Regions from separate parts of the Tachysurus fulvidraco genome. Here region 1 is linked to region 2. The links are chromatin contacts, called in public Hi-C maps. All regions are on one chromosome and are shown on one strand. The core of a region is the stretch at or near the end of the contact, and the rest is flanking DNA. Distances in the headings are between cores, read along the strand shown.

What was found. Hi-C and Micro-C count contacts between places; a contact is called where the count stands out from the background.
Region 1: a contact with region 2 is called in a Hi-C map of ovary, with 6 times the contacts expected there. The contact joins the promoter of zgc:77849 here to the promoter of grin2ab in region 2. A contact is called at or near these places in 2 of 4 Hi-C or Micro-C datasets (blood and ovary).

Annotation. Positions count from the first base shown.
Region 1 is chr18:1,069,681-1,074,254 of HZAU_PFXX_2.0, forward strand. It overlaps zgc:77849 (telomere attrition and p53 response 1 protein), which reads right to left and starts at 2,191. Exons shown (of 4, transcript XM_027142981.2): 1 at 1,708-2,191; 2 at 421-501. The coding sequence starts at 1,903. abcg2b (broad substrate specificity ATP-binding cassette transporter ABCG2b) reads left to right here and starts at 3,344. Exons shown (of 15, transcript XM_027142767.2): 1 at 3,344-3,653. The coding sequence starts at 3,493.
Region 2 is chr18:905,929-912,581 of HZAU_PFXX_2.0, forward strand. grin2ab (glutamate receptor ionotropic, NMDA 2A) reads left to right here and starts at 2,140. Exons shown (of 13, transcript XM_047802732.1): 1 at 2,140-2,536.

The sequences.
Region 1 (4,574 bases), core at 941-3,440, 160 kb after region 2:
TTTATTATTCTATTTTTTTATATTAAAGACCATCCCCAGAAGACACGTAGGAATTTCAATGTGACGCACTTTTCCAAACGCACCACCGGTTAGTTATGTGATGCCAGCTGATGCTCTGACAGTTTGAAACAAACCTGTCAATCATTTTAGATTCATATTCATTTGGCATTGATTGTTACAGTTGACTTTTTCTGCTCATAGCATCAAAATGCACAAACATTTTCAACAACAAAATTCCGACTCGATCAGAATCGCCATAGTTTATCGTCGAGTACGTGTCCCAGAACCACCTCTCGGCACGTGACCCAAGAAATCTTGTGACGTGTGGTTTGTCGTACACGTCTTTACACGCACGTACAGTCACGGTTTTGTCTCTTACACCATGAACACATCGGACACCGTCCTGTGGACACAACATACCTCTATACAGGTTGGTGACGGCAGTAGCAGCATTTTGAAAAGGGACCCACAGAGAAAGCCCCTGTTGCTGACATACTCGATCTGTAAGAAAAAGATAATGACAGGAAACTCTTTTACTTTCCCAGAAACATCATGTGTCATCATTTCCCCTGTCTGTTAACGTTAATGAGATAAATGTCCCCTGACTGAAGAGCTAGTGCACTACATAGGGCTCATTAGTGTGTCAGTATACTGTAGGGCACTTGTGTAAGGAGCAGTGCGTGTTAGGGGTTTGGACAGGGGACACAAAGCTGTCAAAACCAAACAAAAGTTCACATTGTTCACAATAAATGTGCACATTTACCAAGTAATAACAATAAAACTGTAAATCTGATACAATCTGATATCCAAGAGGAAGACGCCATTTTGTTGGGAGTAGAAGGTTTAGTTTTGATCAGATTTCGCTTCGTGTAAACAGGACAGTGAGCCAACACAAGTTCACATGGACACTCAGTTAGGGAGCAATGATCCTAAAAGTAGCCCATTTACCCCTGAAGAGGAGCAGAACAGATAGTGAGCGGCGTCCTGAAGCTGCACGGAATCACAAGCACAACAACTCAGCTGGCTGCCTATAAACCTTCCTTCGCCATTTTGTGTCTTAGCATTTCTTTAACCCAACGCTTCATTGGCATGAGGTGGATTTCTGTTTAGAAACACAGCCATTAGTTTTTGGTGTTAGTGTTCCAGCTCACAGTAAAGGGAAGGCGACGTGAACGCACAGGCTTGGGGCTGTAAACCGTGTGAAGTTATTTTCCCCCTCAGGAACTCCTCCCAGGACTTCGCCATTTTGTTTCACCAAATCATAGGCGTCAGAAAAAGAAACAAACAAAAAACATTTCGGTTGTTACGTGTTTTATTGACGCGACTATCGAAATGTAGATTTAACAAAAAAAAAAGTAAAAAACGTACAAGTTAAAGTGCGCTAATAACGAGCCGCCTAATTAGAGACGGTGTTAGCATACAGCTAGCTAGCCTGAGGTAACACGCTAGGTTTTATATCGACTAGCTAAAGCGACCTTCAGTGTGGATACAGTGGGAAATAAATCCGTAACGCCGTCACGAACAGACCCGAGCGCAATGTCTGGGTCATTAAGCGGTCATAAAGCAGCTTTGTCTCGGCGTGTTGTAGGAGGTTACCAAGGCAGGCTAGCCGAGCCTGGTGCCCTTTGTTTAGCTAGCAGGCTAACTCACTTAGCATAGCTTAGCATAACATAGCATGCACAGATCAGCTACTTATGTGTGTCGGACCTTTGTAAAGCTGCGCGACCGCCGTGGCTGAGTTCTGGAAGAGATGCCACAGCTTCTGCCGGCTCTGCTCCGGCTCCTCTTCGCTCGGCTCGTCCTGCTCGGCCTCAGCCAGACACTGCCGCTCCCATTTGGAGAACCAGTGCTCGGGTCCGTGCTCCTGGATCTCCGCCTCGCCCTCCTCCTTCTTCTCCTCCATAATTATTCACCGACTTTTGTGTTATAAGTCAGCTAACACGTTACTGTTCACTCCGAGCTGAATAACCGAATCCCGCCTGATCCACAGCTGCTAGCTTTTTCCCCGTCAGACCTCCGACTGCATGGCGCATGAACTCCACCGGCTGACAAAACAAAACGGCGACGCGCAGAACGGCGAGACGAGCGGCTCATGAAAACAAGTTACACTCTAAACCCCGCCTTATTGTGTCTCAACACCGCTGCAATTCGCTCAGATTCACCACATAAACACGCACATGTCCCGCCTTTACCTGCGTGTCTCGGCTCTCATTCGCCATCATACGGTTACAGGCGTGGAATCCAGGAAACCGTGCGGCTTCACATCCGGACACTGAGCCGCAGATCCCACTGTGATTCGCCAGGAGTCCGATGTGGGCGGGGAGAATCACAGAGCCGATAGATCCTTAAGCCACACCCACTAGTGATCTAGTGTTAGACACGACTGACGTTATAAACTTCTTGTGTATAAAAAATAAAGAAAATGTTGAACAATGTTGATGTGTGTATGTCACTAAAGGCAAGACAAATGATAGCATTAGCTTAGATTAAACGTTATCGTCATCGTGTACAAAGCCAATGAAATGCAGTGAGAATCTAAGCAGAAGTTCATAGCAGTATATATAGTGATATATACAGGAGGAGTGGATGATGTCATCACTGAACTTCTCACCAAATACAGAATGCCACTGAGTTACTTCTCAAAAAACGTATCGAACACATTTAGGTCTTTTGTTGCGTATATTATCTCACTATTGACGTGACGTACAGCTAAGTACGGTGACCCGTATTCAGGATTCGTTCTGTGCATTTAACCCATCCAAAGTGCACACACACACACACACACAGCAGTGAACACAAACACAACGTGAACACACACACACACACAGCAGTGAGCAGCCATTTATGCTGCGGCGCCCGTGGAGCAGTTGGGGAGGTTCGGTGCCTTGCTCAAGGGCACCTCAGTCGTGCTATCGCCGGCCCGAGACTCGAACCCACAACCTTAGGGTTAGGAGTCAGACTCTAACCATTAGGCCACGACTTCCCCGCTTTTTTTACGTGGAGCATTACTGTATGTCTCAGTGTTACTATAGAAATCGATGATACTGTAACAATAACAGCCAGAACTATTGCCAGAGCTGCTGTTATAGAAAATGAACCCATGCCGTCTGACCAGCGACGAGCTGAGAATCCAGACATCAAACATCAGCAAGCTAGAAGACGACGCTGCAGTTTTATTGGACTACAGAATAATGGTAACAGAATCACGGCTTCATCGCACCACCCAGACGCCGATCCTGACGCTGACTTCTGATGTCTAAACATAACTTCTGTCTCAGTCGTATTACAAAGTTCAGGCGTTATCTCCTCCTGTGTGATTTCCTTTATATCACACAACCTTATGAAACAGTATGTAATACAGACTGGACTTTGTCCAGTTCATGCAGAAGTCAACAGCTTTAGTTGACATCTGATTTGATTTGGAAATCTCTCTGACTTACATCTTGTTCTCTACGTCCTCTGTTTATCTTTACGTTTCTTTTTTTCCTTCACATGATGGATCTGTCATCTCTGAGAGAGCGTGCAGGCGAGAAAGAAATCGTGAAAGTCCCGGGACCGACTTTGACCTTCCAGAACATCTCTTATGTTGTGAGAGAGAGCCGGTGGCCTTGCCGTAAGAGAGCAGCTGAGAGAGAGATCCTGAAAGATGTCAGGTCAGTGCTAACAGCAACAGGACGATGCTTACAGGATCAGCTCTTTGTCTATCATAAGTGGTTTAAGTAGTTTATAAATTCAAGTCTAGATCACAACCTTTTTCCATTTTAAATACAGATTAAATCCAGATACTAATATTTGTTAGCATTTAAACGGTCCTCAAATGAGCTCAGATAATTAAGTAATATATGAATTGTGTCCTTGTGCAGTACGTGTGTGAAAAGCCTGGTAGTGTGTTGGATAGGGCTGAGGAGGCTGGGGGCAGATAAATAGGCTGCTGTAATACACACACACACACACACACACACACACACACACACACACACACACACACACACACACACACACACACACACACACACCGGTGTAAACAATCACTCATTACCGGCTCGTTCATTCATTCATCTTCTACCGCTTATCCGAACTTCTCGGGTCACGGGGAGCCTGTGCCTATCTCAGGCGTCATCGGGCATCGAGGCAGGATACACCCTGGACGGAGTGCCAACCCATCACAAGGAACACACACACTCTCATTCACTCACACACACACACACACACACACTACGGACAATTTTCCAGAGATGCCAATCAACCTACCATGCATGTCTTTGGACCGGGGGAGGAAACCGGAGTACCCGGAGGAAACCCCCGAGGCACGGGGAGAACGTGCAAACTCCACACACACAAGGTGGAGGCGGGAATCGAACCCCAACCCTGAGGTGTGAGGCGAACGTGCTAACCACTAAGCCACCGTGCCCACCCGGCTCGTTCACTGCCTTTTAAATAGAGCTTTATATTTCAGTAGTGCTTTGTAGGGGCATAAATGTTTGTATTAACATCATAAAGCAAAACACATCGCAGGACTAACAGTTACGGAGAGCATGAGGTTGTCCGATCACCAGGGTTCGACTGTCACACTC
Region 2 (6,653 bases), core at 890-3,389:
AAGTGTTTAATATCGGCATCAGATTTTTCTCTCTGAATCCACCGAGTGTGTGTGTGTGTGTGTGTGTGTGTGTGTGTGTGTGTGTGTGTGTGTGTGTGTGTGTGATTAATTACAAACATCTTAATAAAACACAAACTAGCATGCTATTAGTGAAGAGCGTTAATTGTGAAAAACACTTCAAAACACTCCAAATATCGATTACCCACTCACACCATTACACAAACACATCAGTGTTGTACAAACTGCCCTGGAATAAAACTGCACCAACTGAGTTTGTCACCTAAATTTTATTTTAGATTGCAGCATTTTTAATATTATTCCTTTTCACACCCTGCGAGATCCCAATAAAGGCAGATTACATGATGACGATCCTGTAACAGTTGAAGAAAATGAGTTTGTTCTGCTCATATCATCAAACAGCGTGACAGAGAGAGAGAGAGAGAGGGAGAGAGAGAGAGAGAGAGAGGGAGAGAGAGAGGTGGAACCAGAGAGAAAGATGGGAGCGAGGAAGGAGATAGACTAATAGAAGGTAGAGGAAGGCTAGAATTGGAGAAGTTGACAAAGAGGCAGTGAGCTGAGAGCGGAATGAGAGAGGAGAGAGAGACGCGAGAGGAAAGACAGAGAGTAGAGAGAGAGAGAGAGACGCGAGAAACAGAGAGAGAGGAGAGGGGAGAGAGGGAGAGAGAGAGAGAGACGACGGGAGAGGAGAGGAGAGGAGAGAGAGAAGAGAGAGGAGAGAGAGAGAAAGAGAGAGAGAGAGAGGAGCAGAGAGGAGAGAGAGAGGAGAGAGGAGAGAGAGAGAGAGAAGAGAGAAAGAGAGAGAAAGAGAGAGGGAGAGAGAGAGAGTGGGAGAGAGAGAGAGAGGAGAGGACGAAGAGAGAGGAGAGACGAGAGGAGAGAGAGAGGAGCATGAGAGAGAGAGAGAGAGAGAGAGGGAGAGAGAGAGAGAGAGGAGAGAGGAGAGAGAGGAGAGAGATAGAGAGCGAGGAGAGAGAGAGAGAGAGAGAGAGAAAGACAGAGGAGAGAGAGAGAAGCGAGAGAGAGAGAGAAGAAAGACGGAGAGAGGGAGAGAGAGGAGAGGACAGGAGACAGACTTGAGATAGGCAGAGTATGGAGAGAACGGAGAGAAGAGAGGGGCTGAGACATAGAGAGGGAGCGAAGAAGGTAAACAGACGCCGGAATAAGAGGAGGAGAGAGGAGAGAGAAGAGGAGAGAGACAGAGAGGAGAGAGAGAAGAGAGAAGGAGAGAGGACAGACCAGACAGCCAGAGAGAGGGCGAGAGAGAGGAGGAGAGCAGATGACCAACGAGAGAGAGAATAACAAGAAGAGGAAAAAGAGAGAGAGAAGAGAGAGAGAGAGCAGCCGAGAGAGAGAGAGATGAGAGACAGAAAGGACAGAGAGAGAGAGACTGAGGAGAGTGAGAGAGAGAGAGAATGAGTGAGAGAGAGAGAAGGGAGAGAGGAAGAGGAAGGATGCAGGAGAGGCGAGGCGAGGACAGACAGAGAGAGAGCGAAAGAGAGTGAGAAGGAGAGAGGGGAAGAGAGAGAAGGAGACGAGGAGAGAGAGAGACAGGAGCGAGAGAGAGAGAGAGAGGGAGAGAGAGTGAGAGAGACAGAGGGAGAGAGAGAGAGAGAGAGAGAGAGAGAGAGAGAGAGAGAGAGAGAGAGTGTAGAATTTATATAGAATAAACGCAGTAGCTCGCGCGCAGCCTACTGGAAATTAAAATGGGCGGGAAAGTTAAAACGTTAACGGAGAGTGTCCGTGGATTTGTATAATATAAATGTTACAAACCCAATAAAACGTCTTTAGGTGACACACAGAGCTCAGTGTGTTTATTACCTGTAACCTAAACGCGCCTGTTTAAGGTCTGATCGTGTAACTGACGCGCGTGGGAGGCACTGCGTCCGTGCGCGGGGACGCTCGAGACTGTCACCGAGAATCCGACCGAAACCCTAATCCGTGTAATCTACTAGTGTTTACGGCGTGTCTAACTGTCTGGGATTCTGCTCTCACGTGTAAATTAATCGCCGTTGTGTCGGCTGGTGTGTGTGTGTGTGTGTGTGTGTGTGTGTGTGTGTGTGTGTGTGTGTGTGTGTGTGTGTGTGTGTGTGTGTGTGTCCTCCCCTCCCGACTAAAGAGAGAGAGAGAGAGAGAGAGAGAGAGAGAGAGAGAGAGAGAGAGAGAGAGACAGTGTGATGTTGAATATCCACCTTACAGAGACGGTACCGGAGGCACGCGGACGGTACCGGAGGCACGCGGACCTGTTCCACCGGCTCCACTGCGGAAAGATGCGCTCGAGACTCTGAGAAAAAAAAAAATCCCACCGGATTCTATGTACTTTCTGTTAGCTAACAACCATTAACAAAAAATTCGTTTGTTCCTCCCACACACTTTAGAGATGATGAAGGTAAGCACAAGGACACCGGTGGATTTACACCGTCTCTGTTCAACTTGAACGGATTTTACCGAATCTGAGACGATGGGAAACGATCTGCTCAGCCATTAGAATGGTGCAAACGTGTAAAGAAGGAATCGGGTGAGTGGTTTAGTCTTTAATAAGTGCCTTAATACCTGATGGAAATGTGCGTTATGTGTGTGTGTGTGTGTGTGTGTGTGTGTGTGTGTGTGTGTGTGTGCGCGCGCGTGTGTGTTTGTGCGTGTGTTTGTGTGTGTGTGTGCGCGCGCGTGTGTGTTTGTGCGTGTGTTTGTGTGTGTGTGTTTGTGTGTGTGTGTAGGTGTGTGTGTGTGTGTGTGTGTGTGTGTGTGTATGTGTGTGTGTGTGAGAGAGTGTATGTGAGTGTGTGTGTTTCTTTCTTTATTTCTTTCTTTATTTATTTGCATATTTATATATTTATATATTTATGTATTTATTTAAAATAATGTGTGTGTATATTTGACGTGGTCCCGTAACTTGTTATCACGAGAGGAGAATTAATAATAAATCTATAATCATTATTTTAGTATTATTATTTTTTTTATTTTGTCAGACCGTTGATGCGCAACACCTGCTGCGCGAGCGCCCTACATAGACCGCGCAGCGCGTGAGGGGAATACCACATATACACGTAGGGGCACGCGCACACACACACACACACACGCACGCGGCGGTTAAACTTGAACGAACGCCGCACGCGCTCATTCTGGTGCAGCATCAATTCCAGCCATTTTTGTGTTTGTACGCGTTTCTGTTGGACGTGTCAGAGTCTTTCTGAATGATTCCCGTGAGATGAACCGTGTGTCGGTGTCGACACTCAGAGTTACGAGATTAGCCTGTTAGCTATCACGAGCTAACCGTGTGTGAGCTGTCAGTTACACTGAGACATGTACACAACTTCTGTTCTTAGTAACAACACTACTGTACAACTAGGTACAAAGTAGGAGATGTTTAGTAGGAGATCACACTCACCACACACACACACACACACACACACACACACACACACACACACACACACACACACCACACACACAACACACCACGCACACAACACACCACATCACACACAACACACACCACACACCGCACCACAGGTCGTATTTACACCGAACCATAAGTTTGAAGCTCAGTAATGTTCCTCTCCAGCAGGGGGCGCCGTTATTACACTGCACAGCTTAATGAAGAGGGATTTGCTGGTTTTGGGGCACAGTCACGTTGGACAAACTCGTTTTCTGACATTTTCCTTTCAACAGGATTATTTCCGAAAAAGGTTCTTCCTGTGGAGAAATATGAAGTGATACAGTGTGTGTGTGTGTGTGTGTGTGTGTGTGTGTGTGTGTGTGTGTGTGTGTGTGTGTTCACCAAATTGACACAAACACATTCTGAGTCTATAAAGAATTGCTAAAGCCTGAAGTCTCAAAATGCAGAAAGGTTAAGGGGAGTAGAGTAAAAGATGTTCAGTTAAATCTCTTTCTCTTGGTGTGTGTGTGTGTGTGTGTGTGTGTGTGTGTGTAAGTGTGACACAGGTGTTTATTTTAAGACAGTGTGGAGCTCTCTCAGCCTCTCGCCCTTCCCACACACACACACACACACACACACACACACACACACACACACACACACACACACACACACACACACACACACACACACACCCCACAGTGTTTAATGCACCATCATTGACCTCCTTATCTCCATCTACAGCTTGCTTTCCTGAACCTTCACACTGACTGAGGTCTGGATAAGAATCATGTTTTTTTTCTAACTTTGTTGTCCAAATGCATTTATGCTAATGATTCAGCAGAAGGCAGAACATCACACCTAGCTTTCAGAAAAGGGACATTTTTCTCAGATTTGTGGATCTGATTAGTGGATTGATCAAAATTTCATGATCATTTTAAAGATCATTTTAATGTTTTTCCTGAGACATGTCTGTTAAGTAACATTTCCAGTTTATTGTAATGAATACGACGGATTTGTAAAGGAAACGTATTAATCCACAAAAGCTGGTCCAGAGGCTGAGAAAGTTCTTTTTGACTCGTCCTTTTAAATTGACCAAACAAAAATCCTACACACTAGGGCTGTGCGATACGACTGAAAACTGTATCATGATATCAGTGCGTCATATCGGTCGATATCGATAATTATTGATCTTTATGACCCATTTAAAATAAGGACCAGGAGAAAAATATTAGATTTAAACTTTTTTATTGTAAACTTCACCTTCCTCTGATCAGAATCCCCTCAGTTATTAAGACAGAAACGTCACCAACCAGGAAACCTCCAATAATTATAATGTAAACATGAGTCTAAAGTCACAATGAACACTTAACTATTATCTCTTAACATTTAAGGTGAAATAAAATGTAAGAAATGTTTAATAAAGTGTAATAAAATAGTGCAACGTGTTATAAAATATAAATATAAACAGAGAAAGCTGAGAATTTAGTGCAGGTTTAGTGTGAGGAAGTTCACTAGCTGTTCACCTTCTGGTGACTAAAGTGTGTAAAATATGTGCAGTGTTTAGTAAAGAGAAATAAACCTGAGGTAGACTGAGATACGTCTGTAATATAAAACACAGACCTGAGGTAGACTGAGATACGTCTGTAATATAAAACACAAACCTGAGGTAGACTGAGATACGTCTGTAATATAAAACACAGACCTGAGGTAGACTGAGATACGTCTGTAATATAAAACACAGACCTGAGGTAGACCGAGATACGTCTGTAATATAAAACACAGACCTGAGGTAGACTGAGATACGTCTGTAATATAAAACACAAACCTGAGGTAGACTGAGATACGTCTGTAATATAAAACACAGACCTGAGGTAGACTGAGATACGTCTGTAATATAAAACACAGACCTGAGGTAGACTGAGATACGTCTGTAATATAAAACACAGATCTGAGGTAGACTGAGATACGTCTGTAATATAAAACACAGACCTGAGGTAGACTGAGATACGTCTGTAATATAAAACACAGACCTGAGGTAGACTGAGATACGTCTGTAATATAAAACACACACCTGAGGTAGACTGAGATACGTCTGTAATATAAAACACAGACCTGAGGTAGACTGAGATACGTCTGTAATATAAAACACAGACCTGAGGTAGCCTGAGCTACGTCTGTAATATAAAACACACACCTGAGGTAGACTGAGATACGTCTGTAATATAAAACACAGACCTGAGGTAGACTGAGATACGTCTGTAATATAAAACACAGACCTGAGGTAGACTGAGATACGTCTGTAATATAAAACACAGACCTGAGGTAGACTGAGATACGTCTGTAATATAAAACACAGACCTGAGGTAGACTGAGATACGTCTGTAATATAAAACACAGACCTGAGGTAGACTGAGATACGTCTGTAATATAAAACACAGACCTGAGGTAGACTGAGATACGTCTGTAATATAAAACACAGACCTGAGGTAGACTGAGATACGTCTGTAATATAAAACACAGACCTGAGGTAGACTGAGATACGTCTGTAATATAAAACACAGACCTGAGGTAGACTGAGATACGTCTGTAATATAAAACACACACCTGAGGTAGACTGAGATACGTCTGTAATATAAAACACAGACCTGAGGTAGACTGAGATACGTCTGTAATATAAAACACAGACCTGAGGTAGACTGAGATACGTCTGTAATATAAAACACAGACCTGAGGTAGACTGAGATACGTCTGTAATATAAAACACAGACCTGAGGTAGACTGAGATACGTCTGTAATATAAAACACAACCCTGAGGTAGACTGAGATACGTCTGTAATATAAAACACAGACCTGAGGTAGACTGAGATACGTCTGTAATATAAAACACAGACCTGAGGTAGACTGAGATACGTCTGTAATATAAAACACAGACCTGAGGTAGACTGAGATACGTCTGTAATATAAAACACAGACCTGAGGTAGACTGAGATACGTCTGTAATATAAAACACAGACCTGAGGTAGACTGAGATACGTCTGTAATATAAAACACAGACCTGAGGTAGACTGAGATACGTCTGTAATATAAAACACAGACCTGAGGTAGACTGAGATACGTCTGTAATATAAAACACAACCCTGAGGTAGACTGAGATACGTCTGTAATATAAAACACAGACCTGAGGTAGACTGAGATAGGTCTGTAATATAAAACTCAGACCTGAGGTAGACTGAGATACGTCTGTAATATAAAA